7 separate regions of the Mus musculus genome follow, and all the other regions are linked to region 4. Evidence: chromatin contacts called from public HiChIP or PLAC-seq data. All regions are on one chromosome and are shown on one strand. Each heading gives the region's core, a stretch centred on a gene start, on an enhancer-like site or on the middle of the called end of the contact. The rest is flanking DNA. Distances are from core to core; before and after follow the strand shown.

Region 1 (3,479 bases), core at 275-2,774, 500 kb after region 4:
ACACACACATTACCTCCTCATCTGTGGTAGTTATCTACTTCCCATTCCTCAGGTCATCTGGGATGCTAGCCATGAGTGATGCACAATTATCTGTGAGCAAGCACCTCAAAGATCCCTTTCTTCCTACTGACCTAAGAGTCATGGTGATGAGGACCAAAAGCAACAAAGAGCAAGCACACACACAAATACTAAGCTATAGTAAGCTAAAGTAGGTGAGCATGTGTCCATTATAAATGAGAGCAACTTTAAATAAATCTCAGCAATTGTGGTCACATAATAGAGTAGAAGGTGGGTGGAGGCATCAGAAACACAAAAACAAACAAACAAACACAACCAAAAAACTCAACTAAGAAGGGGCGTACCCAAGCACCTGAAGGGATCTGCAATCCTATAGGTGGAACAATAATATGAACTAACCAATTACCCCCCACCCCCAGCTCGTGTCTCTAGCTGCATATGAATCAGAAGATGGCCTAGTCGGCCATCAGTGGAAAGAGAGGCCAATTGGTCGTGCAATCTTTATCTGCCTTAGTACAGGGGAACGACAGGGCCAAAAAGTGGGAGTGGGTGGGGGAGGGAGTGGGGGGGGAGCATGTGGGGGACTTTTGGGATAGCATTGGAAATGTAAATGAAATAAATACCCAATTTTAAAAAAAGAAAGAAAGAAAGAAAAAGTTACTCTAGTATTTATTAAGGGCAAATGGACCACAGCAATAAAGAAGAGGAAAAGCGGGGACTCATACCTACCCCAAGAGCAGGATAAAAGGACCACTGATGTGGATGTTGGAATTGTTGAGGAAAAACAGGGAATTGTTAAGAGCAAACATGAGGTTTAAGAGGGATTCTTGCAGAACACAGGGCAGGGTATCCAGAGGGGTAATGAGAGATGAGAAACTAGATTAACTTAGATCAGACACGGCAGTGGTCTGGTACCAGTGTGTGTGTGTGTGTGTGTGTGTGTGTGTGTGTGTGTGTAATTTGGGCTGAACATAGAGGTCTTCTTGCTCTTGAGAACAAGGACAGCCTACCACAAACGTTTTAAAGAAGGCTGGCTACAGCTGAGTTGGAAAAAGACGTTTGTCAATAAACACCCCATCCTTCTTACAGAATTTCTCTCCAAAACCCTTCTTCTCTGCTCAAACTTTGGGAAGCTTTGTTCTTTGTTTCATGAGACAGCAAGAAGCATTGTTTTGTTTTGAAATAAGATAGAGACAAATAATGGTAATGACAAACCTCTTCCTCCCAGCAAGGAAGCATTTTTGCATTTGTGATGCATTTTTAGGTGGGTGACCTCCTACCTGCAATGTCCCCAAAGCACAGCCACAAAGAACTGAAAAAAAAAGGAAACTTAGCACTGAGAGCCAAGGGGTTAATATTACGGTTCCAGGGCCGCCCTCTAAACAACACAATCAGTCAACTGTTTTTCCTGCCTCTCCAGCAAAAACACATGTTCCAGCTTACTCCACACTGCTCCAACTATTGCAAATGCATTGCAGTAAAGGGTTTTCCTATGAAAATATCCCATACTATTTAAAGTAACTGCAAACATCTGCAGGCTTGCTTTTGTTACATTGTCTCCCATCGTTAGCGGGACCATGTCTGTCTGTCCACCACTGTTTCTCCCCTTCGGTTATGTGTTACAGATGGATTTTTACTGCCTTTTTGATCTCCTCCTCCCCTCAAACCTTTCAGAATTTTGTTTTTAGCAGGGTGTTTCTCAAAGTGTGCTCTGTGGATGCTCTTTGGTGAGCTTAGCATTTCGCAGGTAGAAAGCCATTGGTGAATGCCTTCCAGTACTTAATTGAAAATATAAGGTTGTTTCCCCCGGCCTCTTTGTCAGCACAGATGGTTTTGCTCATGTGGATACTTTAAATTATATTTTAGTGTTAAGTATATTAATTTACAGAGCATAACAATTTAGAGATTTATTTACCAATATTAAAAACATTACCTTTGACACAAAAATCTGGGCTTAAATACATATTTCAAATATGGCAAAGCCTTTAGAACTGTTTTTCTTTTAAGTTTTTGAAATAGCATCAAAACATCTGGTCCATGGGTTGCTGGCAAGCACCTCTTTCCTCCTTCTATTGTCTTGGTATCTTCATCACGTATACATCTTCATATCTTAGAAAATGACATAAGAGAGCTGAGGAGATGGCTTTTTCTGTTTGTTGTTTGCTGTTTACAAGAGGAAAGGCCTGAATTACAATACCCAGAACCCTCATAGAAAACTTGGCACAGTAGCACCTGTAACCCTGGTGGGGAAGAGTGGAGAGGCAGGCAGATCCCCAGAGCTGGTCTAGCCAATCCGTTAGCTTAAGGTTTAATGAAAAATAGTGTGGCAAATGATAGAAGAATACAGCCAGCACTGACCTGCACCCCATGCATACACATATGCACCAAAGAGAGAGAGAGAAAGAGAGAGAGAGAGAGAGAGAGAGAGAGAGAGAGAGAGAGAGGAAAAAGGAGGAGGAGAAGCAGCATAATATTATTGTGGATTTGTTTACATAACAAAATTTTCTAACATTCATCATTTCCTATCAGATTATAACTTTGCATTTGTCATTTAAGCCCTGGTAAATGCAGGATGCCATCTGGGTGCACTAGGAGACAGACAGGAAGATAAACAAAGGGTTAATTGGCAGTAGCATCCATGAAAGGGCATCGGACAGGGCTGGGCAGGGCAAGCCATCAGACAGTGATAGGGACTTAAGGAAAATCTCTGGCAAGCAGAGAGCAAAGCTAGCCCATAGGAGGAGTTCCACTCTGAAGAGACAAGGCTAGACTCTTCTGCCGCTGCCTCCCTCAGCTATGGGCTTCCCCAAGAAGAACAGAACCTCTGGGGGTAAGCCTTGACAGACCAGCAAGCTTCTAGGAGATGTTCACTAACTATGCTCCTCCCAACTGACAGCAACAGCTTTCCTGAAGGAGAGGCAGAGCAAGTGCATCTCAGGTTCAGCCACAAATGGGATCCTGTTTTACTTTAAGCAAACAAGGAGTCAAATACAGCCGCTTGGAAAAAAAAAAAAAGGAAATCACAAGACTAATAGAAGTAAACATTGCATCCGAATATATAAATATGTACATTTTAACGTCAGTGTTTAGTTTGTTTTTTTTTCTGACACCATACACAAACATCTGTATGGCTGGCTTGTTAATATTGCTAATCATATTTTCTTCATATAAACACTGAAAGTGTATAAACCTAGAAATATGGACAAGAAGTGTATTGAGCAAAATGTACAGAGAAGAAAAACATAAGTTCTTTACACACAAGCCTCTACTTTATTCCCAGAAGAAAGCATACCTCATAGCTATAAAGTGTTGAGAATGAAGTATGGTGTCACAAAGACATACAAATACCCAACACATAACAGTGATGCATACATAAAATATCTGTGACGTGATTTTTGGAGGAAGAGACATTGGATTGTTTTAGAGAAATTACATGACGGTTTCTAAAGATCCAGCTAATC
Region 2 (3,661 bases), core at 191-2,690, 380 kb after region 4:
GAGAAAGGAATTTTTTTGTGGATTTCCTGCAAGGCTGTAACACATTCCTTTGCAGTCACCTCACTTTTTTGACTTGGAGGATATGGGAACTTCACCTAAAGAAAGAGAATCAACTGTCATCAACTAAAAACTGCCATCAAGGAGTGCCAGCTCCCCTCAGAACTTCACTTCCAGAGGTTCCCCTTTGTGGTCCAGGGCGTGCCTGAAATGGATACAGGCATCGGAAGTTCTCAGGGTCCTTTATCAGTGTGAGCATCCCTTGAAGACATGATCCGTGTTTCCTCCTAGGCCAGGAAGTCTTTGTGCTTAACAAATGCTGACCATTTAGTTGGCTGCTAAAAGGTTCTCAGAGATCTGCCAAACACAGATAGCCTTTCATGTAGCCAGGTACTTGTTGATTCCATCTGACTTCAAAGGCTGGAGGAGCTGGGGTGGGGGTGGGGGTGTTCCTTGGTAATTCTCAGTTGATGAGTGAGAGAATCTTCAACTCCCACATTATCTCCCCTTGATCCACCACAGCTTCCATACAAGCACAGCTCATTTCTTTGTGCTTTGTTTGAGGGGTGTGTGTGTGTGTGTGTGTGTGTGTATGCTGGCGGGGAGGGTAAAGTAGATTGTTGTTACAGCAGTGCTGGTCACAGAGAGAGCAGCACAGGCCAGCAATGTACTGCTGAGCTATACTCCCAGACCTTTCTCTGTTTACTTAAAATGTTTGCCCTGGAAAGGTGAGATTTCCAGCATCATACAGAGGATAACTAAACTCAGTGTACTTAGTAAGAGTTTGTGTATCTTCTACGTGAAAAGCATATGCAAGGTCTTAGGGATAAGAGCCTCTCCTGTATGCCTTGAGTTTATAAACGTAAAAGCCCAAGACTTGGTGATGTGAATCTCGGCCCTGCTGCTTCCCAGCTGTGTGACTTAAGGCAGGTTAAGGAATGTCTCTGGATTTGTCACCCCACAAGCAAAATAAACATAACTCCCACTCCCAAGATGTCTGTGAGAATTTAGACAATACCTGAATTCTGCACAGACTTTCACGCATGCTCAAGACTTGATGAGAGACACTGTCCTGACCATTCTCCCTCTTCTGGATTTATTATTGTTAATATACTGACCTTTGAAGAAGATTCTCTGAGAAGTTTGCCATGGTTAATGCACTGGGTTAAATTACTTTCTCAAAGCAGTTACTCCGTCATCTGACTGGGCCCTAAAGGACCTTTCGAAAGAATTTTTCACTTGATGGGAAATTCTGATGAAGGTTCATGAGCACTGGGCCTGAGGCAGGTTCTGAGGGCAGAGGCTAAGGAGATGCTCCCAGAAGATACTGGATGGAGTCCGTGAGGAAAGCTGTTAACTGCGCCTCCCACGTCCTATAAACATCACATGAACAAGTACTGCCATGAGCAGGCAAGAGGCCTCTGTGTCCCAGCGGTGTGCAGAGTGCAAAGAGCAGCCTGGTGTCCTGCTCCAGTCTCCTTCTCTTGCTCTCACTTAGAGGGAACTGCGTAGAAGCGCCATTTGCGGCAGCTTTTAAGACGCTGCTTTTCTGCAAATCCTTGAACAAATATTAACTCATTCATCATCTCCTCACCTCTGAGAGTTGAGGAAGCAGGACCTGAGTAGAGGTGGGAATGTCATAATCCCATCTGTAAATTACAGTGCCAGCAGCGTTCATTAACAGACCCGGCTGAGACTTCAGGAAGCTAATTGCTCTCTCTTCCCTGCCACAGGATTCGCTCCAAAGGTGTTTGCACAGAATGGGGAACCTTCAATGCTGCCCTGCTGTAAGCCAGTTAGTTGGCCGTTTTGTGGCTCAAAAGATAACGGCAAGGAGAAAGAGAGAGGAAGGAGGCAGGAGAGGAGGAGGAAGGAGGAGGGAGAGAAGAGGGAGGAGGAAGAGAAAAAGAGGAAGAGAGAGAGGTAGGAGGGGTATGAGGAGAATTCCCTTTTTCAGATTTATTATGAACTATTAGTTAAACATTTTCAAGTGGGGGAAGTGCTGGTTAAAAGATACGCACCAACCACAAACATTTGAAAGCAGAATTGCAATGATTTCCACTGTGTCTGGTTGAATTAAGGCGTGCCCAGAAAGTTGTGCAACTGAAAGTCCTCCCAAACAATGAAGACGGTGATTGATGGCCCGGCCAGGACTCAAAAGTAAAAACAGGAGGTTGAGTAACCCCTACATAGGACTGTCTGCATGAAACTACGTTTACAGATGTTACAAAGTGGATCTTCCGCTGGCATGAGAGAGAGAAGTCGATGTTTGAGAAAATCTTTGGTTCCTTGGCTAGGAAGCCCTAGGTAGATTCTCTGCCCCAGTAGGTGCCCCCTAATCTCTTTCCACGAAACACCCGTAGCACACTAACCTCCTGCCCTATAGACTTTGCGTCATGATTTTCTTCCTGTCCTAGACAGGTTGGAAATAAGCAGGGCTCCCCAACTCTTCACTTGTCCCTGTTCTCTCCATCATTCCTTAAACCCCTTTTCTTTCTAGGATAATCACTGTGATAACTGGAGAAAAATAGTCTTACAAACGTGAGGGATGTGTATTTAAAATAAAGCCTAAAGTCATGTGGCCCCTCCCCGATTGTGTGAACGGGTCTTTTAGTGCTTAAAACATCAGTGGTAAACTTCTGTCTGCTGGAATACAATAAATCACCTTTCACCCTGTCCCAGGTAGACCTTAAAAAAATATTCTCTCTCTCTCTCTCTCTCTCTCTCTCTCTCTCTCTCTCTCTCTCTCTCTCCCTCCCTCCCTCCCTCCCTCCCTTCCCCCTTCCCTCCCTCCCTCCCTACCTCTCTCACTCTTGCTTCTGCCGCTTCTGTTCATACTTTGCACAAGATGCGCAAAGAGAGAGCAATTCACCTTACTCTTGTTAAAGAACCTACTCCATGGTGAGCATCATGACATTTAGTGTGACCTCGGAGAGGACGGTGACTGTCAGGTCCCATTACTCTGTCCTTCAGAGCCACCACTGGAAGTCACTCCAGAGGCCCCAGCAAAATGTTAGGTTGCTATCATGGACTCTCTTTCTTCTTAAATGAAAATCTCCCACGCTAGACATTCAGGAGAACTAATAATTTATAGATAGATAGATAATATGAGTGCTCAACACACTTGCTGCTATGGTGGTATCAGGTGGGATTTTGCATCTTCTAAATTAGAAAATATCAGAGGAAAAACAAGCTAAATATCCAAGATTTCATGGTTTCTTCAAACTTAAAGGTCATGGATCATTCTAACAAAATAAATTCCAAATTGCTCTAATTCATATATTTCAAATTTGCATCAATCTGTTGTTAAACAATTACTTTGATGCTCAAGGGAAGTTTGATATATATATTTAAGTTACTGAATCACCAGGCAGAGTAGCACACACCTTTAATCCTAGCATTTGGGAGGCAAAGGCAGGTAGATCTCTGTGAGTTCGAGGCCAGCCTTGTCTAGAAAATGAATTCCAGGACTATGTAGAGAGACTGTCGCAAAAATAAATACATACATACATACATACATACATACATACATACATACATAAATGTGAGTTACTGTGGACTTTTCTCTTGAAATTTCAAAGTGGACTAGAGAGATGGCTCAGCAGTTAAGAACACTGGTAGTTCTTCCAGAGAACCTTAGTTCCATTCCTAGCACCTACACAGT
Region 3 (3,677 bases), core at 1,026-3,525, 280 kb after region 4:
GCCTTTTGATTAGCTCCTATCTCAAATATGAAAGCATGACATCCTCTTCCTCTGAGCTTGACCTTAGTAACGCCATCTTGGCATGGGGAAGTTCTCCTCCACTTCACTAATTGGGACATTGCTCTTGTTTCTCAGAGACAGTTGGTCTGATCCAATAGTGGGAAGAATATCAACAATATCAAGACCCATTGGGCCACATTTAAAAGTGACTCTTGGGCCATCTGCCTGGATTTGGTTAAGTTCAGTTTTATCTGTTTTTCAGGCGTTGGCTATCATCTTAAAACCCTGGACCAACATCATTTTGTCACAAGTTGTGGTTCTGAGGACTCTGACAGGCAATCGGTATGAAGTATGAATAGGGAATCACGTAGAAAAATCAAACCTGATATACGGAACTAAAGTCTGACAAGAACCTGTGTAACCAATAAGAAAACACAGGCGCCTGAGAGTTGCCACCAGATACTAAAGGAAACTACATGAATTCGGGATCCAGTCCAGTTTTCATGTCAATATTATTGATGGTGTTTCGAGGACAGTGAACATGCAGCATGAACAAAAGTTAATCTTTGGATTTTTTGTCACCCGGGTCTGGAGGCTACTTGCATTGCCTAGCTTAATGTTACAGTATAAATCTTTGTAAAGACACTTAAAAAATAAACCTGTTTATTTAACATACATAAAATTGGGTTTCACTATGGCACCTTTCCAACATGTTCCCTCGTGTCTCCCCCTCCCTGCCACCCAACACCCCTTCTTTTATTCACCCATCCTTTCTGCTTTCATGTCCCATGTCCATCTTGTCTGCCCCTCTGCCTCAACATCTCTCTCTTCTCTTGTGCTCTCCTCCCCAGCTTGCTGGCCTGTGCTCATTGTACACATACATTGAGAGGTAGGACCTATGAGGAAAGAATAGATGTGATGTCTGTCTGAGTCTGGATCACCTTGCTCAATACAGCACTTTTGGGGTTATTTCCTTTTCTTCATAGCTGAATGAGACTCCAGTGTGTTATTGTACCCCATTTTCATTACCCATGCAGCTAGACATCTGGGCAAAGCATTTTAAGTATTTATGTTTAACTGTTCCCCATTAAGAAAGAGTTAATACAGCCCCTTTTCTCAGTAATCCAGGGTATAGACTCAGGTACTTTGAGTACATTCCTGACATGAAACATGATATTATAGCATGCTTCCTTCTAGTAAAGACACTTAAGGCTATGCTCTGCGATTTTGAAAAAGCATTTCTTAATTTTATTTCTTCATGCTTTCTTTTACTTTCATTGCTACTTTTTAAAAAATCATTTCCGTGGAGCTGGAGAGATGGCTCAGCGGTTAAGAGCACTGACTGCTTTTCCAGAGGTCCTGAGTTCAATTCCCAGCAACCACATGGTGGCTCACAACCATCTGTAATGGGCATCCGATGCCATCTTCTGGTGTGTCCAAAGACGGTGACAGTGTACTCACATACATACATATAATAAATAAATCTTTAAAAAAGAAAGAAAATGTTTAAAAAATCATTTCCATGGCAGCTTAAAGCATATTGCCCCCCAACTACAGCTTAACTATTAGATTTCAAAATTTAAGTGTCTTTGCTCGCATGCTATAACCAAGCAGAATTTTTCATTTTGATTTTGAGTTATTGTATCTGGCAACTACAAAATAAGTAAAAGACTGTTTCTTCTCTTCAAAAAAACTCTCTCAGGGAACAGAACTGGGGCAATGGGGAATTAGTGTTTGAGGAACCAGCCATTGCAGGGTCTGGCAAGAAAAGCCCTCTAAGGACCGGGTCGACTGTGGGCACAAGTCAACCTTTCCTCAGATTCTTCTAGTGCATCCTTTACGGCCGCTAATGATTAGATTTATTCAAAGTTGCTGTTTTTAATTATCCCATTTCGCCGCCGCCATCAGTAGTATGAATTTAAGCGTTATTTTTTGCTGCGTGTTGCTCTTAGGAGAGAACGGACAGCTTCGAAGCTTCCCTTTTTTCACCAGCTGAGAACGGTAACCTAACCCATCCACCCCACCAGATCTGACCTTCAAGAACACAGCGTGCCTCTAGCATGGGATAAAACTGGAGGGAACAGACAGTCTGTGGCCCCAACTAAGAAAGGGGGAGCGACGCGCGATAAGAACTGTGGTTTCAGATATCCTTAATGAAAAATCTCCAAGGCCATTTTTCACCAGCGTTGATGCTGTCAAGAGCTTTGCTTCCCGGCTCTTCTTTCCTGGGGATCCCTCTGTTTGGTCACTGGGATGTTTGGACTTTGGCCAGGCTGTGTTTGCATTCCCCAGGTAACTCTGTCTCAGTTCCGCCCAGGAATGACTCACGGGTCTGAAACGGATAGATCACTGGTTTTATTTTTCACCCCAAGCTGGTTTCTTATGTTCGTTCTTGAACAGAGAGTAAAGCGGGGTTGGGTTGGGTTTGTTTGTTTGTTTGTTTGTTTGGATGGTTTTTGTTGTTGGTTGGTTGGTTGGTTTTTTTCCCCCCACTTTTGTATTTCTGTTTGTGTATTGCTGGCTCAGAAAGCCAAAAATGCACCAGACATTTTCTTCAGTAGTTTTATTTATTTAACCGGTATTTTTATTGAGGGGAAGGGGTGAGAGGGAGGGGTACACATGAGGAAAGCAATCAACTTGTTAATAAATGACAAGGAGAAAGAAAAGGCACATCGTTAGTAACTTCTGATTTATGAGTCTGAAGGACCCGTCACACAGAGCCGAAGAGTGATTTTAATTAGCTGCAGGACTGAAATGCCTTGTCAGCGCCGCACATTAAGGACGTGCCCTCTGATGAGTGAGCAGCCAGGAAAGGGGGCCATGGAAGACTCGAGGAGAGGCCAGCTGCAAACACAAAGCGGCAGACTCAAGCATTGCTGCCTGCCATCTGTGTGCTGCCAACAAAGGTTTCACCGCAGCGCTGCTTGTCCCTTGGACTTCTTTACATCCGGGTCACTGTTAGCCGGTGCTGAGCATTCTGGGAAACTCTTTCTCTGTCAGTTTATCCTTCCCGGAAATACCACCAGCATCTCAGAGGGGTGTCTCTTTAGGTGATTCCAGACTCAATCAAATTGACAATCAATATTAGCCATCACAGTGACAAATATCGATAGCAGAACTACTTCTGTCAACATTCAAAGCAATTCCTTTGGCCAGTAAGATAGCTCAGTGGGTAACAGCTCTCGCCACCAAGCCTGATGACTTGAGATTCTGTTTTCCGGTAGTAGGTAAATTGTTCTTTGACCCGCATACTTATGCTGTGGCCAATACGTGCTTATACATGGGCACACATTCACTAAATAAATATTAGAATTCTGTTTAAAGGAAGACAATTCCTGGGGCTGGAGAAATGGCTCAGTGGCTAAGAGCACATATTGCTCTTCTTGAGGACCAGAGTTCCAGTCCCAGCACTCGCATCATGTGGCTTACAACTGCCTGTAATCCCAGCCCCAGGAAACCCTGACACCTCTGATCTCTGTGGGCATTTGCGTTCATGTGCATGCACCCACACACATACACATGATTAAAACAACAAAAATAATCTTTAAAAGAATAGAAAAGCAATTCCTTTATGAACTTTATGCCATATGCAAGTAGACATGTCATTCCAGGAGTCTGAGACAACTTGTCCCATTACAATAAATAAGTGTAGTGGGTTATGAGGAAACTGAAGCGAA
Region 4 (3,825 bases), core at 999-3,498:
TTTCCATCGGCATCTTCAAGGACGTGGTCAGAAGCTTAGAAACATATCCGAGAGGTCAACTGTTCCAAGAGAATGAATGGGGGAGGTATACTTGTATGCTATTGTTTGCCAGTCAGTTCACAATTTGTTCTTTCAATAGATTACTCGATTGGTGTCTTACAGGCTGGTCAGGGCTACAGAACAATTACTGTACCAGTGTTATAAGAAAGGCAAGGAAGATTGCCCTAAGGAAGTGACTTTGTCCAGGGTGATCAAACAACTAAAAACAGAACTCATTTTTTCTTCCTGTTACTAACATGAAACAAGCACCAAGTCTGTATTCTAAAACTATGAGAGAATGGAATCAAGGCTAATCACTGTAAATAGCTTTAAATAAAAGAAAGGAATGTGTCTTGCCCTGTTACCAGAAGCCCTAGTTAATTCAGTTTAATACCTTGGTTTTTGTTTGTTTGTTTGTTTGTTTGTTTTTAACTGGTGTTTTCTTACTGCCCCAGGGTATGTGTCTGCACTTTCTTCCCAAGTTGAGCTCCTGGGCAGGTAAGGAGGTCATAGCTTTCCTTCTTTATGTCCGGGAGAAAGGGCTAAATATTTGCCTATGTATTATTTTTTCAATGTGGAAAATGTCTAGTGTCTAAGCGCTGTTTATTTCCTTTTATTGTTTATTGCTTTCTCTGCTTTCTAGTTCCTGTAGAAATCTAATGTGGTTGGCCAGGGAAGTCCCCTGGAAGTCCAGGAGCACCAGGCTCACACATGTAAACAAACCTTCACGCAGGCAAAACACCCATATACTTAAAATAAAATTTTAAAGATAAGATAAAGAGAAATATTTCTTGGAAACACCTTTGCCCACTGAGCCACTCACTTGTTCTTCCTGAATTTTGACTATTTCATACCCTCTTATAGTAGCTAACTAAAGGCTGATTACAATCTTATATGCGTGGAACTAATTATTCTAATATCTGTCACCTTTTGTTGTTTGTTTAACATTTTTGAGACAAGGTCTTGCTGTTTCTTTGGCAGGTATGGGACTTAAAGTGTGGACCAAACTAGCTCCAAACTTGCAATGATCTTTCTGAACCTTGTTCACCTCTGTACATTGAAAGTTGTGAACACATCCTGAAGACACTCTCATGATCCTAATATATCTTCCTTAGAAACATGAGAGGTGTTCAGAGCAAGGAGTTAACACGTTCTGAGGTCAGAAAAATGAGATAGATATTTGATCAATAGATATTTGGAGAAGGAAAAAGAGATTGGACTATTAGAGAGGAAAGACAAGAAGCAGACTAGCATCCAAATAATAGGAAAATGGACTTTGCACAGATTGGGAGACTAGACTGGAAATAAAAAGCTAAGCTTTCTATAGAATTGTACAATTTTAGGCTCCTTTATAGAATTTTTAAGTTCTTTTTTGGAATTGTATTAAAGAACATTACAAAAGAAAACATAATCAAAAAATTAATTCTAAACATTAATGTTAAAAATAGGGCTGTTAGCCGGGCAGTGGTGGCACATGCCTTTAATCCCAGCACTTGGGAGGCAGAGGCAGGCTGATTTCTGAGTTCGAAGCCAGCCTGGTTACAGAGTGAGTTCCAGGACAGCCAGGAATACATAGAGAAACCCTGTCTCGGAAAAAAAAAAAAAATAGGGCTGTGTATACAGCAAGATATGTTTATTTTGTGCCAAAGGTGTCACTTTTATTAAAAAGAAGCAGATGAGCTCAATTTTGCTATTCCTATTTTTAATAACTTAAGTCTTGAAACCTTTACTCCTGCCACCTGGGCTTGAAGGAAAAGAGCATTTTACACATGGTGATCTTGATGTAAATTCCAGGCCATTTTATAATGTGGTATGAAAAACTTCAAATGACGGTCATTTTACTTCTTTGGGGCTCTCAACTGTGGAGGCAATGACTTCATGCGTAGGTCTCCCAGACCTGTAAAAGGGAGACCATAGCAGAAGGCTTCTCTAATCCTTTCTGACATCGTCAGACAGGGTCTGTTTAGTCCTCTCGCTAGTTTCCCCCAATCAGTGCTCCAGCCGCCGCGGCCCCACCTCCCGGGACCTCAGCAGCAGCACCCCAGATGCGCGCGAACCGCGAGTCCCCACGCCCAGATCTGGGTTCGGAAAGAGGAAGCCCGCGGCTACAGATCCCAGGCTCCGGAGTTAGCAGCCGCCCCGCCCAGCGGCGCCTTCCACCCTAGGCTGCAGCTCACTGGAGGAGGGGCGGGACCTCGGGGTCACGTGGGGTCGACACGCCCTGCCCACTGCTTCCTGAACCGCGGGGTCCGGCCTGCCTGCCTACGCACGTGGCCTGTCCGTCCCTTGACTCCGCGACCCAACGCAGCATGGCTCCGTCTCAGCTTGGTGAGGCCCTCGCGATGCATCATAGGGGTCCTGCCTGCACCATCCCCGCCACCCACTCATGCCGCTGGCCGAGCTGGGGAGGCCCCGGGCCCGGCCTGCAGGCTGGGTGTCCCCAGTGCTGGGCCCTGGGCCTGCAGTTGCATGAGTCCCCTTCCCAGGAGTCCTCCCCGGGAGATCTCGGTGCCAGAAGCCGCGAGTAATGAGAACTGCCTTCTCTTTCAGCCCTGTTCAGTGTGTCTGACAAAACTGGCCTCGTGGAATTTGCCAGAAGTCTCGCGTCTCTTGGTTTGAGTCTGGTCGCTTCCGGAGGCACGGCAAAAGCGATCAGGGATGCTGGCCTGGCAGTCAGGTAAGGCAGTAGGTAGCGTTAAAGGGAGAAAAACGTTGTGACCATATTCACCAGAAAGCCATGCAAAAAACTGACAAAACACAGGGAGAAGTTAGGTTAGAACTAGGGAGCCTTGAGTTTTAGAGTCCTAGCACCCAGCCACTGTTTGCAAACAAATTAACTTCGGAGGGCCATGTGTTATGCAGAATAAACACGAATGTTCAGGTTCCATGGCCTGGCTTTGACTGGTTGCACAGTTAGACTGTAACATCTTTGAAGATCTGTATCTCCCTCTTCATAGCCTCACCCATCAGAAAGTACCAGTGGCTCGATCACACTCATCTCCTGACTAACAGTGGGAAGGGTTTGACAAGAGATGTCAGGAGATGACCCTGAAGGTCTGGAAGGTAGAAAAGGAAAAAGACCTTAGTTCCCTGGCTGTTTTCATTGCCATTATAACTCTTGGTTTGTGGAGAATCCCTATAGAGGTAAATTATTCACCTCTTCATAACTCTTGTTTGTGTAAGCAGTACATAACCCCTGTACATTTGACAGCTTCAGACAGCAAGAATGCCTTTACTTAGTAAATGTCTTCAGTGGATTCTCTTGTGACTTATGGGAGTCCGGAGCATCAGGGACAGCAGACAAGTAGGCTCCTGTGAGGTGCAGTTGAGTTACTGTGGAGCTGGTATGGGTAGGCCATTGTTGCTGTGGCATTTACGATGAAGTACGAGGAGTTCTTGCATTGTCTATCGCCTAGTTTAAATGTTTCTCAGATGGTCATTCATATTTCCACGCCACTGCCCAGTATTTGCTTGCCCCGTTACGCCTTCTCGTATTCTTTTGGTGGTATGGAAGACTGACCCCAATGTCCAGTCCACTCCTGAGCTGTATCCCTAGTTCATTTTTTATGCTTTGCTTCAGAAACTTTTAAAACTTAGAGCCAGGGTCTCTGTAGGTTGCCCAGGCTGGCCTTGAACTTGTGATCCTCCTGCCTCTTCCTCCTTGAGTGAGTTGGAGTATGGATATCTTTTAGAAATTAGAACTATGTCCTGTTAAAGAGTAAGTGTTTTTGTTTGTTTATGCGGGTCCTGGTGCATGGGAGACAAACTTTGTACACCTGAGCCATA
Region 5 (3,787 bases), core at 2-2,501, 410 kb after region 4:
AATTCATCCAGCCAGCCAGCAATCAATACCTATACTTGATAAAGTTGTAAATTACCAGAAGAAATAAGAAAGTAAAAATAAGTAACAACATATCTCTTCACCCCCTGTCTATTCAGTAAATAAAAATTTACTGCGTTTTTATGCTGAGGGAAGGGATAGAGCTACTAAGCTACTGTACCTTGGACATTCAAAGCTCTGGAGAGAGTATGTCCATAATCCTGACACAAGGTTTCCTCACTGAAGGCCCATAGATCAGTAGCTAGCACACAGCAGATACTACATAGGCATCTATATGGGGGTGGTGGTAGTGGTAACAATCCCATTTGTATTTGTCTTTAATAGAGAATCTCTTGTCCATACTCCAGCTAACCGTTACCTTATCTCTCACTGGGCTCCCCTCCCTATCTAGAGACTTGGCACCTATATCAGTCTATTCTAAATACTCTTCCCAACCGACATTTATCAAGGAATCTTTTCTTTTTTTAGTGTGCATGCCATGTACCTATGAGTGTGGGTGTACCTTGGCTGTTATTCCTTGGGTGTTATTCACCTTGGGAGGAGGGACGGTTGTTTGGTTGTTTGGTTGGTTGGTTGGTTGATTGATTGGTTGGTTAGTTGGTTTTGAGGCAAAGTCTCTCACGTGATCCATAATTCACCAAGTAGGCTAAGCTGACTGGCTGGTGAAGCCCAGGATCTACCTGTCTCTGTTTCCCCAACACTAGAATCACCTACCACCACCACACTCAACTTTGTCTACATGAGTTGCTCAGGATTAACTCTGGTCCTCTGCAAATTAAGCACTTTACTAGCAGAGCCATTGCCTCGGCCCAAGATTTTTTTGTTTATGTGGTTCTTGGAGAGAGAGAGAGAGAGAGAGAGAGAGAGAGAGAGTTCACAGATTAAACTACTCTCCATCATTAATACTCAGAAAAGAAAAATGTGCAGTCAGGTCTCAGCACTGTCCCTTCTTGAATTCCATCCATCTGCTGCCTGGATGGTGCTGACAAAACCTCTATTTCACTTTATAGATTCGTTCATTCAGTAATTTCCCTGTTGATTCATTGGTCTCAAGTCAACCTGTCAACATTCTGCCTTGTAGATTCAAGAACACAATTGCGTAGGAAGGGAAGGTAAATGTTGGCTTTCCTCTGCAGGAGACAAGAAGATGATTCATCCCTCAACATTCTTCTGCTTTAAGGCCATTTCCAGGAATGCCAGGAAGCAAGAATGAAGTCAGCAGCCAATGCGCAGACGAAGACATTTTTGTGCTGTGTCGATTCATAAGACCATTGGTTGCTACTACTGGAGAGATCCTACTGCATTCAGGATGGTCAATAATCACCAGCTAATTGCAAACGCCAGTCAACACAGCAACTCCCAACACACATACACACACAGCCTGACTCATTCGCCATAAGTCCAGGTTTCCCCAGCCTGTAAACATAAATAAGAAAGGTCATTTTTTCTATTATTTATGGCAACTCAAGACTCCATTTATCAAACAAGCTGGGTCTCAGCCTCTTTCCCTGGGAATCCTCCAAGGTGGTGGTAGTTTATGTACTTTCCTGAGTCAGTTGGTCTCTGCTTCCTCAAGTTCAGGCCATCAATCTCTAATCTGTCCATGGGCCACTTAGGCCAACTGCCAGCTGCCATTTACTCCTTTAGAATACTGCCGACCCATTTCTGGCAATTGCTGCTGCTTCTGTGCTGTTCTTGCTTGGGGAAGAAAGGAAGAGAGCAAGGCACCTCTCCTCTAGGTATGCAAGAAATGCTGCTGTACACAATACAACCTAGACGCTCATCCCTGACAAGTCTTGAGACCAAAGAAAGGAACTGTAACTTTGCTATTCCAAACCAGTTCCATCCCTCAGCATCACCTAGAGCCTGACAGTAATTCATCTTCTCAGGTCTCATCCCATCTTCCTAAAACATAACCCGAATGCCAGTAAGATTCTCGGGTCACAAGTATGCATTTTGAAGTTCAAGAAACATACATTTCAACACAGAAGGACTTTTATCTTCGAGTCAGGAACCTACTATTGCCTTGCTGGACCCATTCACTGTCCTTCTCCATCTTGTGTTGAGCTCAAGATGCTAACCTCTGTTAAAACACACTAACAGGACTTCCTCTACCAATCAAGAAACAACAGTGAACAAATGAATCCTTGATGACAGAAGATATTTTGTACTTTACCCAAGAAGTGTGTGTGTGTGAGAGAGAGAGAGATATGAAATATTCTCTATATAATATTCACTTGTGATTTGCTAAGCTTCCTTTGAGACACATATATGGCAATACTTTTGGAATGTGTAACAAGAGAAGTAGGTGACAATATTACCAGCACCAAGCACAATTATCTAAAATAGCCATATGTTTTTCTACACATAAAAAAAAAATGCCAAGTCTATACTAAGAAACCAACATTCCTCATGAAGAGGCTGGCTAAGCCAACAAAACCCACGGGGTACAGAGTGGAATTGGTGGGCTGTTGGGTGCCACCTGATCCTTCTTACAAACAATATTCTGATAAGTGATTTGTTTGCATTCTTCAGCCTGACTATAACTCTAATGGCCGTGCTCAGTTCCATCTGAAATTACTTAGCCCAGCTGATCTAGGCGAAAAGAACATTTTAGAGTTTTGTATAATGAGCACTACCTCGCAGGCAGTGAGTTGGCCCATTCGTGTGGTTTCTAAGCCAAAAATTCTTCCTCCTCTTAGCAATGGAATCACATAAAAGATCCCCAGAGAACTTACTCAGATGAGCCCAGAGAAGAGGGCTGAAGAAGAGTGAGTCTGTCCTTGGCAGTGTGGGGCGAGTCAGCTGACTCTGTGGGCCTCCTGGGCTTTCGAATCTCTGGACCACCTCCTGTGCTTTTAGATTTCATCATTTTCTCCTAATGTGAAGAGTGGCTTTGTCAAGTCTATGAGAAGCTCTCAGAAGACACTGAGAAGGTAAAAGGCAGAATTACAGTAACTCTGCTCATTGCATTCATAACCCAGGATTGTGGACTTTTATATTTCTAAATGATCTCTGTTTTACATGGAAAGAAAAATGGTGAGCATAAGCACTAACATAAGCAGAAAAACACAATATTAATGAGAAGCAAAATTATATATGAAGAGTCTAGGTATGGCTCTTACAATGTATATAAGAAAAATGTGTTTTTAATTAAATAATGTAGTAATTATAAAGTAAATGTTACAGCTTACCAGTCGCAAGAGAACTTAAGACCAAATGATAATTGAAACTATGAAAGAGAGAAAGAAAGAAAGAAAGAAAGAAAGAAAGAAAGAAAGAAAGAAAGAAAGAAAGAAAGAGGGGGGAGGGAGGGAGGGAGTTAGAGAGGGAGGAAGGAAGGAAGGAAGGAAGGAAGGAAGGAAGGAAGGGAGGGAGGGAGGGAGGGAGGGAGGGAGAGAGAAGAGAAGAGAAGAGAAGAGAAGAGAAGAGAAGAGAAGAGAAGAGAAGAGAAGAGAAGAGACGAGACGAGACGAGACGAGACGAGACGAGACGAGAAGAGAAGAGAAGAGAAGAGAAGAGAAGGATGATACAAGGAAAGAAGAAAAAGGAGGAGGAGAAGAAGGAAGAGGAGCTGCCACAGCCTTCGCCATACTTCCGGTGACTGCCAGTGTCCTTCTGCCTCCTTGGAGAACCTACTGGGCCACCTGCTTCTCATGGCTCTTGTAAGAGATATCATTTCCTTGGCTCTACCTCTTTGAGACCTGCTTCTAACCTGTCTAACCCACCACTTTATCTCAGGTTTAAGTGGCCTATAGAGACTTAGAAA
Region 6 (3,878 bases), core at 956-3,455, 340 kb after region 4:
GAGTCCTATTATAAAGAAAGGAAAGTACAAGCTTAAAGTGAAACTGTCTGGTTAACCAGTGTGTGCCCTTTAGCTGTTCCCGAGGAGCCCTTATTGCCACAAAACACAGAAATAAGGACAAAGCAGCTGAGACCGGGAGTCACAGAGGAGCCTTGAGGAGTGGCAGATGCCCTCAGCGTCTGCAAGTCTCACGAAGTCTATGAGAGTTAGCACTGAATCATGGTTCTTAAGAAGATTATGCCACAGAGAACCAGTAGGCTGTCTGACCCCTGCTCTAAAGATGCATCTGAAACCTTGCAGGGCAGTCTGTCTGACTTCCAGGATGAGTGGGCAGGTGGTGAACTAAGACAAGGTGACAGGGAGACGTCATAGAGGTACCTTTTGAGAAAACACACATCTATGAGTCTGCTGACTGATTGTTCCTCTGCAAGTCTCAAAAATCTATTTTTTTCCAGTGAAGTTACTCCTTAAGGTTAAAAAAAATTGTTGATCCAAACAACTTTTTAAATACCAGGCATAGGAGCATGGTGGGATGCAGGGACGCAGATTTCATCTGGAAGTTCAGCATCCACTGCTCATTCAAAAGGCACGTTACTCAACCACCCATCAATAGCCCCACCCACCAAAACCCAGGACAACGTGGAAGAGCCCATCCTGGAGAGTGCTGTGTGACGCAAAGATGTCAGGCTGGAGGAAAGTCATCAAAGAACAAGAGATGCTATCAGAGGAAGACAGGAAGACCCAGGAAACACGGTGGCCAAATTGCAAAGGACAGTAGCAGAAGGAACACCAGCGGGGAAGAGAAGCCTCACTGCTCAGTTTAGTCTGCATCACCAGGTATCAGAGGCTAAGAGATTGCTATAGGAAGACAGAGGAAATGGGATATCAAAAGGCATTCTATCCCTACAGCAGTGGCTCCCAACCTTCCTGATGCTGTGACCCTTTAATATGCTCCCTTGTGTGAGCCCCCAACCATAATATCATTTTCCTTGCTACTTCATAACTATAACTTTGTTACTGTTGTGAATCATAATGTAAGTGTTTGTGTTTTCCAATGGTCTGAAGGTCACCTCTGTGAAAGGCTCCCTCAACCCCTTAGGGGGTCGCGCCCCACAGGTTGAGAACCCCTGCTTTGCAGGAAGTAGTTTGTCCTACTCTGGTCCTATGTTATCATTGTGGCAATGTTTCCATGTGAAAGTTCCTACAAACAGCCCACCTTACCCTTCTCCATGCGTTCTAAGATGTCATCATTTCCCACTGGGTTAGGAGGATCCTCTGGCTATGTCTTTACACTCTCTAACTACATATGTTTTAAGGTTTATTTATTTTTATTTTATACCTATGAGTGTTTTCTTGTCTGTGTGTCTGCTCACTTTGTGCATTCAGTACTGGTGAAGGCTGGAAGAAGGACTCGAATCCTCTAACTCTGGACCTGACCTTACAGACCATTGTCAGCAATTATGTGGATGCCGGGAATTGAACCCCCAGTTCTCTAGAAGACTCACAAGTGCTCTTCACGGCTGAGCCATCTCTCCAGCCTCTCTTCAACTTCTTTTAAGCATCTAAATTCAATGATAAATTTTGCCAGAAAAATATCCCTGCATTGCTGGTCTGTCTCCTAAGCCACGGGTCCAGGGGAATCTAATCACACTTTGCTTAGCCCATATGTTTCAGAGGGAGTTGAGAATACCAGAGAACCAACTGGTCCTTTCAGAGCCAGAGAAAAGTTTTGATTGGTATAGAATCTTAATGATGTCATTTCGCATGTAGTTACCATAGGCTGGTAAGATGGCTTAGTGGACAAAAGCCCCTACCGCCAAAGTGTGGCAACCTGAATTCAATATCTAGGACCAGATGCAAAGAGGAGAGAGCCAAATCCTGCAAGTTTTCCCTGACTTCCACGTGTGTGCCCGGGTACACGTACACTTGTGTGTAAGTAAATAAATGTCATTTCAATTTTTACAGCAAACGCAGTAGAAAAAGCCGAGTGCCTTTGGGAGCTCTGCTTGCTCACATTTTCTCAAGCTTCCTCCTTTGGAGGATAGGATCTGCTCTCATCACTGAGCCATGCAAGGATGCTAATAAACAAACAAACAAAAAAAATCACTTTTGAACAGCGTTTTTCATCAGCATTCTGTTTCCGAGCCTACCGAGTGACTCATCCTGAGACTGGGTGCTGCAGCCCCTGCCCCGGGGAATGGCTGAGTGAGTGACTAATAGTTCACACTGGAGAGAGAGAGCAGGAAGTTGGCTCTGCGTTTATTATTGGAACCAGACACTAAGGAGCTGTTTTAAAAAGCACTTGAAAATACTTGAGCCCCAAGGAATGTTGCTTGCTTACCTACTTTGCATCATTCTTGCTGTTAAGGTTAAAGGTGACTTTGCCTCTAAATGGGCTTTGGAGGTGTGACAATAAATTAAGTGGTGAGAGATATTTGGATTTTGACGCTAAAAGAAAAGCACGTCACAAGTTACTAGTAGAAAGAAATAAAACCTCTGTACTGGCTAGTTTTGTGTTAACTTGACACAGCTGGAGTTATCACAGAGAAAGGAGCTTCAGTTGAGGAAATGCCTCCATGAGATCCAACTGTAAGGCATTTTCTCAGTTAGTGATCAAGGGGGAAAGGCCCCTTGTGGGTGGTGCCATCTCTGGGCTGGTAGTCTTGGTTCTATAAGAGATCAGGTTGAGCAAGTCAGGGGAGGCAAGCTAGTAAAGAACATCCCTCGATGGCTTCTGTATCAGCTCCTGCTTCCTGACCTGCTTGAGTTCCAGTCTTGACTTCCTTCAGTGATGAACAGCAGTATGGAAGTGTAAGCCGAATAAACCCTTTCCTCCCCAACTTGCTTCTTGGTCATGATGTTTATGCAGGAATAGAAACCCTGACAAAGACAACCTCTAACTGATCTTGACTTACATGTTGCTTTTGTTGTCTGGTGAGATGAGATTCAATTGGCAGACATCTTTCAGCTGGGAGTCAGGGTTCCCTTCTAACACCAAGCCAACAATGAGACTCCATTCTTAGACGATGATGGTGATGATAGTGATGGTGGTGATGGTGGTGGTGGTGATGTTGTTGTTGTTGTTGGTGATGATGATGATAATGATGATGGACGTGATCAGTAACTTTGGATACAGAGATAGCTTAGTTTATAAAGTATTGGAGGACCTAAGGTTGATCTCCAGCAAACACATGTGAAAATATGATGAGAAGTCCTGTGTCTGCAAACCCAGCAGTGGGGAGGAATTGACACAGTGAATCTCTGGGGCTGGATGCCAAGACAGCCTGGACTATTTGTCAAATTCCAGGTCCCAGTGAGAGACATTGTCTTTAAAAAGATGGTGGATGGTGTCTGAGGAACAATACATGAAGCTGACTTCTGTCCTCTATATACACAGACAGACAGACAGACAGACAGACAGACACAAATAAGCTAAAATGCAATTATTATCTCTCTCATTGGTTTGGGTAGGAAAACTGTTCTTAGCTTGTGGATTAATATTATTTGGCGACTGGACCAGTCTTTTTGTGAAAAGATATTTCTTCTCTTTCTCTACCTGTTCAGTGTTTCCTCACACCACACTTAACAATGCAGCAAGAACTCTGTCCGTAGACCAATACTGTCAGTCAACCCGCCACCAGGTTAGCATCAAGGCGAAGGAAAGCCGTCAAAATGACCTCATCCCAAGCTGGACCTTAGCTGAGCTCTTGAATCTTCTTTCCCACCAAACCAGAGAACCACAGGAGAAATCGGATTTTTCACGTGCCTTCTCTCCCTTCTTTGCAGATTCACCGTACCTAGTAAAACAGTGAAAACCCTGAGGTCTTAAGGTCGTTAGACCAGCAGACAACCACAGGCACTGTCAGATTGCTTTATCC
Region 7 (3,669 bases), core at 103-2,602, 360 kb after region 4:
TTGTTGTGTTTAAGAGGCTCCTGATAAATACATTCCAAATTGATTTAGAGCCTTAAGTAAAGCCCCTTTAAGTGTAAACACACTAAACATTTCAAAAATCAGTAAAGGACCATTGAAACAGCTTAGTAGGTGAAGTGCTTACCACAAGCCTGGCCACCTATGAATTTTCTCTGAGTCTATGACATCTATAGAAGGGACTATGAGAGGAGCAAAGCCATTCATAATGGCTTCTTAAGCTGATGGCCAGCAGGTGTGTGTGTGTGTGTGTGTGTGTGTGTGTGTGTGTGTGTGTGTGTATTTTTATCTTGCAAGTCCTTTTGGTATCATTCTATGCCCTCTGGGTTAGCTGAGGATGAATGACTTGCTGAATTCTCTGGAAGTTTTAGTAAGCTTAGAAACAAAGCTAGAAAGAGAGGGGGAAGGGCAGAGTGGCAAGATGGTGTGTGTGTGTGTGTGTGTGTGTGTGTGTATGAGAGGGAGAGAGAGAGAGAGAAAGAGAGAGAGAGAAAGAGAGGGGGGGATATATGTGTCAGGGACAAAAGGATAGCTTATGGGAGTCAGTTCTGTCTACCATGTAGATCCTGGGGTTTAATTCAAGCCCTTTGGCTTGATAGCAAGTGCCTTTGTCCACTGAACCACCTCACCAGCCCTATACATTTCTGTGTTCATGCCAGAGGTAGGTGTAAACTGACAAACCTCACAAACTTTGGATCACATGCTTGATGTTCTAGGTAAGAAATGAATAGGACAGATTTAAGTGAGGGCCACAGTGTGGATATTCCTTCCTTTCTTTCTTTTCTAATGCACTAAGAAAGAAAATGAATTGACTGGATTTTGATCAGTTCAGGTTTAAAAGAGCTGATCCAGAAATGAGTCTCTTTGTTGCACATCAAATCCTGTATCTTTATCTTTGTTGCACATCAAGTCCTGTGTCCTGTGAATAAATCAAAGCAAGTTAGAGAAATATGTATTGACTCTTTGTAAAGGATACTGACATGGTGCTGGTGTCAGATGCACTTGTCGCAGGTTCTGCACCAACGACACCTGGAGCTGCTTCCCAGGACTCTCAGAGCGTCATGATAACCAGATTTGGTTTTGTGTGGTGTCTTTGCCTTCCACCTACATCACCCATCACTCACCCATTACCTCTCCATCTCAGCCTTCATAGGCTAGCTACGTAGAAAAACATCAGGCTCAAAACAGGCTAGGCAGAGCTGTCTTCAGAGAGACAAGGGCCGTGTCCATAGCTACCATTAAATGAAAAGTGTTTTCCTTGTGTTGAGCTCATGAAGATCCATATTCTTAGACACAGAGCCAAAAATAATGGGCTTGCTTTTCCCGGTGTGGGAGGGACCCTGCCCTATGACCCAAGCTGCCCACACAACCACTGAGTAAGAGCCTTGTGACCTCTTAGAGGAAACATCCTGACTGAAAACAAGGAATTGTCACTTTAAATTGAAAAGTGTTTTGGTTTTTTTTCCTTTTTCCCTTGAGTCTTGAGTTAGTTAAAACACTCTGAAAGTTCATTGTGGTTTTAGTATAAATAACAAAACTATTATATGTAGCAGTAGGAAAGTAGTCATCACTGGTGGCTATGTTCCATCTTTTATATTGAAAACCTTAGGATTGGGGAAAAGCATTTGCATTGATGTCTCTCCCTGTTGGAAATAAGATGAGAATAAATTCAGGAGACAAGTGAAAATGAAGCAGTTCCTAATTTACAGTTCTATAGAAAGGGACGGTGTCTTAGAGAAAAGGCAAAACTGAATGGTGTACTGATTGGGAACAAACTGGCTTAAAAATCTCCCAATCAGGAGTCAATAAATTCCTGTCCTTTTCTTCTGTAGGCTAGGATTTGTCCCTTCCCCAAGTCCCACATTGATTGGGCTAGGACACAGCCTCAGATAATATCTAATTCCAGGCTCATGGACTCAGTCATATAGCAAACTACTTGTAACTTCTCAACTCTCCCCGTGTTCTGAGATGGACAGACGTCGGCCACGAGCTAGGGAAGAAAGGGTTCTATCACCTCCCACTTGCCTGTAACTAGAATCACCTCATATTAAAATGCAATCTATTATATTTCTTGTTTGTTTGTTTGTTTGTTTGTTTCAAGACAGGGTTTCTCTGTATATCCCTTACTGTCCTGGAATTCACCTTGTAAACGGTTTTAACACACAAACACAATTTTGTTTGTTTAAGTTCTACACAGCAATAAAAATGACTGTTTCAGTTTTCTCAGATGATGTTAGAGCTGTATCATGGGCACTCCTTGTCCAACTTGCAAGCAGTTTCCCTAAAGAGTCTCCATTCCCTAGCCTTCCCTTCCCCAGTCCCCTCTTTCCTAGATTGTTTACGGATTATATAAAGTTGGGGACAAACCTTGTGAATCGTGTAGCTGTCTAAGCCTCCTGAGCCCTGTAACTTCTGTTAGCTTTCTGGACCCTGTAAAGTTTCTTACTTTTCTACACTGGTTTGTTTTTTGTCAACTCGATACAATACTAGAATCATTTGAGAAGAGGGAACTGCAATTGAGAAAATGCTCCATAAGAGTGGCCTGTGAACAATCCTGAGAGGCGTTTTCTTGACTGGTGATTGGTATAAGAAAGTTCCAGTCCATTGTAAATGGTGCCATCCCTGGGCTGATGGTCCTGAGATGTCTAAGAAAGCAAGCCAGGAGGAACAATTCGGTAAGCAACACTCTTCCATGACTTCTGCTTCAGTTTTTGCCTCTAGGTTCCTGCCTTAAATTCCTGCCCTCACTTAGCTGACTGATAGACTACGACTGTAAACTGAAATAAACCCTCTGCTCGACAAGATGCTTTGTCATGGTGCTTTTCACAGCAGTAGAAACCAAACCAAGGTCCTTCTGGAGTATGAGACACTCTCCTCCTCCCTTCACTGGGACATGTTCTAATTCATAAGACATAGCCACACAGCAAAGGGATGAATGGCATTTCAGGTCACATAAACGTGGAGTTACCAAGGTTAGTTCATAAAGAGGAACAGAGAGAGGATCAGGAGAAATCCACAAGGGACAGAGAACCAAATAACAAGAAGAATGAGTCTCCGTGCCCTTGCCTCACCCTCAAGAAACTTAGCTAAGAATGTGGTTGCAAGGAAGAGACAGGAGTAATTCCAGGGCCTCCTTCCTCACTCAGACTCTTCTTTAGCAGACTTTAAAGAAAGAGATTAGTGAAGACCAGGCGCACCCAGAACTCTTCGCAGAGATTCCTGGGATGGGGTGAGATGAACATTTACAAGGAGAAAACAAGCTGCTGGAGACAATAGAAGCCACAGCCATCATTTAGTGAGTACTTCCTAAGGAATAGAACGATTAGTTACATGACTCACAGTTGGTAAGCTTAGATTCGTGTAGGTTAAACTCTTGACCAGGCTGAGCACTGGTCACTAAGGCACTCTGTCTCCTGAGTCATAGTAAACAGAGAGTCCCTGGCTGAATCTACGATACGCCTTCCTGGTGGAACTGAGGCCTGATTTGACTCTTGGAGCATAAGATTATATCCTACTCAACAGATAAAGAAAGGCTAGAAGTCTGGCCTTCAGTTGAGAACGACATGAACATTTTTCTAAGCTAATAGCTAAATAGATTTGGGTATCACAAGTTCTGTAGTATTAGACTTTGATACAGAAAATAGGAGAGTTTGA

Evidence for each region. HiChIP or PLAC-seq counts read pairs in DNA pulled down with a chosen protein or histone mark.
Region 1: a contact with region 4 is called in an H3K27ac HiChIP or PLAC-seq map of embryonic stem cells, with 3 times the contacts expected there. The contact joins the enhancer-like site here to the promoter of Atic in region 4. A contact is called at or near these places in 8 of 39 promoter capture datasets (the 3T3-L1 cell line, 3T3-L1-derived adipocytes, cranial neural crest and 5 more), 1 of 484 Hi-C or Micro-C datasets (bone marrow-derived macrophages), 13 of 115 datasets of contacts at active chromatin or transcription factors (acute myeloid leukemia, astrocytes, bone marrow-derived macrophages and 8 more) and 2 of 9 other capture datasets (embryonic stem cells and pancreatic islet).
Region 2: a contact with region 4 is called in an H3K4me3 HiChIP or PLAC-seq map of bone marrow-derived macrophages, with 6 times the contacts expected there. The contact joins the enhancer-like site here to the promoter of Atic in region 4. A contact is called at or near these places in 3 of 39 promoter capture datasets (the 3T3-L1 cell line and hippocampal neurons), 5 of 115 datasets of contacts at active chromatin or transcription factors (bone marrow-derived macrophages, embryonic forebrain, microglia and 1 more) and 1 of 9 other capture datasets (adipose tissue).
Region 3: an HNF4G HiChIP or PLAC-seq map of pancreatic cancer cells shows a contact between it and region 4. The contact joins the enhancer-like site here to the promoter of Atic in region 4. A contact is called at or near these places in 2 of 484 Hi-C or Micro-C datasets (nephron progenitors and uterus), 3 of 115 datasets of contacts at active chromatin or transcription factors (bone marrow-derived macrophages, embryonic stem cells and pancreatic cancer cells) and 1 of 9 other capture datasets (adipose tissue).
Region 5: a contact with region 4 is called in a FOXA1 HiChIP or PLAC-seq map of pancreatic cancer cells. The contact joins the enhancer-like site here to the promoter of Atic in region 4. A contact is called at or near these places in 4 of 39 promoter capture datasets (the 3T3-L1 cell line, the C10 cell line and pre-B cells), 1 of 15 datasets of contacts at CTCF or cohesin (the NIH/3T3 cell line), 1 of 484 Hi-C or Micro-C datasets (bone marrow-derived macrophages), 8 of 115 datasets of contacts at active chromatin or transcription factors (astrocytes, bone marrow-derived macrophages, craniofacial prominence and 3 more) and 1 of 9 other capture datasets (liver).
Region 6: an H3K4me3 HiChIP or PLAC-seq map of bone marrow-derived macrophages shows a contact between it and region 4, with 3 times the contacts expected there. The contact joins the enhancer-like site here to the promoter of Atic in region 4. A contact is called at or near these places in 7 of 115 datasets of contacts at active chromatin or transcription factors (astrocytes, bone marrow-derived macrophages, embryonic forebrain and 4 more) and 1 of 9 other capture datasets (adipose tissue).
Region 7: an H3K4me3 HiChIP or PLAC-seq map of bone marrow-derived macrophages shows a contact between it and region 4, with 7 times the contacts expected there. The contact joins the enhancer-like site here to the promoter of Atic in region 4. A contact is called at or near these places in 2 of 39 promoter capture datasets (the 3T3-L1 cell line and hippocampal neurons), 1 of 484 Hi-C or Micro-C datasets (granulocyte-monocyte progenitors) and 6 of 115 datasets of contacts at active chromatin or transcription factors (the NIH/3T3 cell line, astrocytes, bone marrow-derived macrophages and 3 more).

The regions. Positions count from the first base shown.
Region 1 is chr1:72,059,112-72,062,590 of GRCm38.p6, forward strand. No RefSeq gene overlaps it. Among named protein-coding and RNA genes, the nearest start is that of 4933417E11Rik, 56 kb to the left of the region's middle. Within about 2 kb of position 1,525, at least 29 of the 459 cell types and tissues checked have an H3K27ac peak or open chromatin away from gene starts, as enhancers often do.
Region 2 is chr1:71,936,686-71,940,346 of GRCm38.p6, forward strand. No RefSeq gene overlaps it. Among named protein-coding and RNA genes, the nearest start is that of Gm28818, 39 kb to the left of the region's middle. Within about 2 kb of position 1,441, at least 66 of the 459 cell types and tissues checked have an H3K27ac peak or open chromatin away from gene starts, as enhancers often do. A contact at or near this core is called in adipose tissue, bone marrow-derived macrophages and pancreatic cancer cells, where this site is marked.
Region 3 is chr1:71,835,171-71,838,847 of GRCm38.p6, forward strand. Gm45958 (a long non-coding RNA gene) reads left to right here. Exons shown (of 3, transcript XR_001778963.1): 3 at 263-675. Among named protein-coding and RNA genes, the nearest start is that of Gm45958, 14 kb to the left of the region's middle. Within about 2 kb of position 2,276, at least 71 of the 459 cell types and tissues checked have an H3K27ac peak or open chromatin away from gene starts, as enhancers often do. A contact at or near this core is called in pancreatic cancer cells and uterus, where this site is marked.
Region 4 is chr1:71,554,908-71,558,732 of GRCm38.p6, forward strand. Atic (5-aminoimidazole-4-carboxamide ribonucleotide formyltransferase/IMP cyclohydrolase) reads left to right here and starts at 2,249. Exons shown (of 16, transcript NM_026195.3): 1 at 2,249-2,367; 2 at 2,590-2,716. The coding sequence starts at 2,349.
Region 5 is chr1:71,969,395-71,973,181 of GRCm38.p6, forward strand. The region is part of intron 1 of 4933417E11Rik (RIKEN cDNA 4933417E11 gene); the gene reads right to left. Among named protein-coding and RNA genes, the nearest start is that of 4933417E11Rik, 34 kb to the right of the region's middle. Within about 2 kb of position 1,252, at least 17 of the 459 cell types and tissues checked have an H3K27ac peak or open chromatin away from gene starts, as enhancers often do. A contact at or near this core is called in the NIH/3T3 cell line and pancreatic cancer cells, where this site is marked.
Region 6 is chr1:71,891,591-71,895,468 of GRCm38.p6, forward strand. It overlaps Gm28818 (a long non-coding RNA gene), which reads right to left. Exons shown (of 3, transcript XR_373492.3): 3 at 2,245-3,797. Among named protein-coding and RNA genes, the nearest start is that of Gm8883, 5.4 kb to the left of the region's middle. Within about 2 kb of position 2,206, at least 91 of the 459 cell types and tissues checked have an H3K27ac peak or open chromatin away from gene starts, as enhancers often do. A contact at or near this core is called in adipose tissue, astrocytes, bone marrow-derived macrophages and 2 more, where this site is marked.
Region 7 is chr1:71,915,824-71,919,492 of GRCm38.p6, forward strand. No RefSeq gene overlaps it. Among named protein-coding and RNA genes, the nearest start is that of Gm28818, 18 kb to the left of the region's middle. Within about 2 kb of position 1,353, at least 26 of the 459 cell types and tissues checked have an H3K27ac peak or open chromatin away from gene starts, as enhancers often do. A contact at or near this core is called in the NIH/3T3 cell line and bone marrow-derived macrophages, where this site is marked.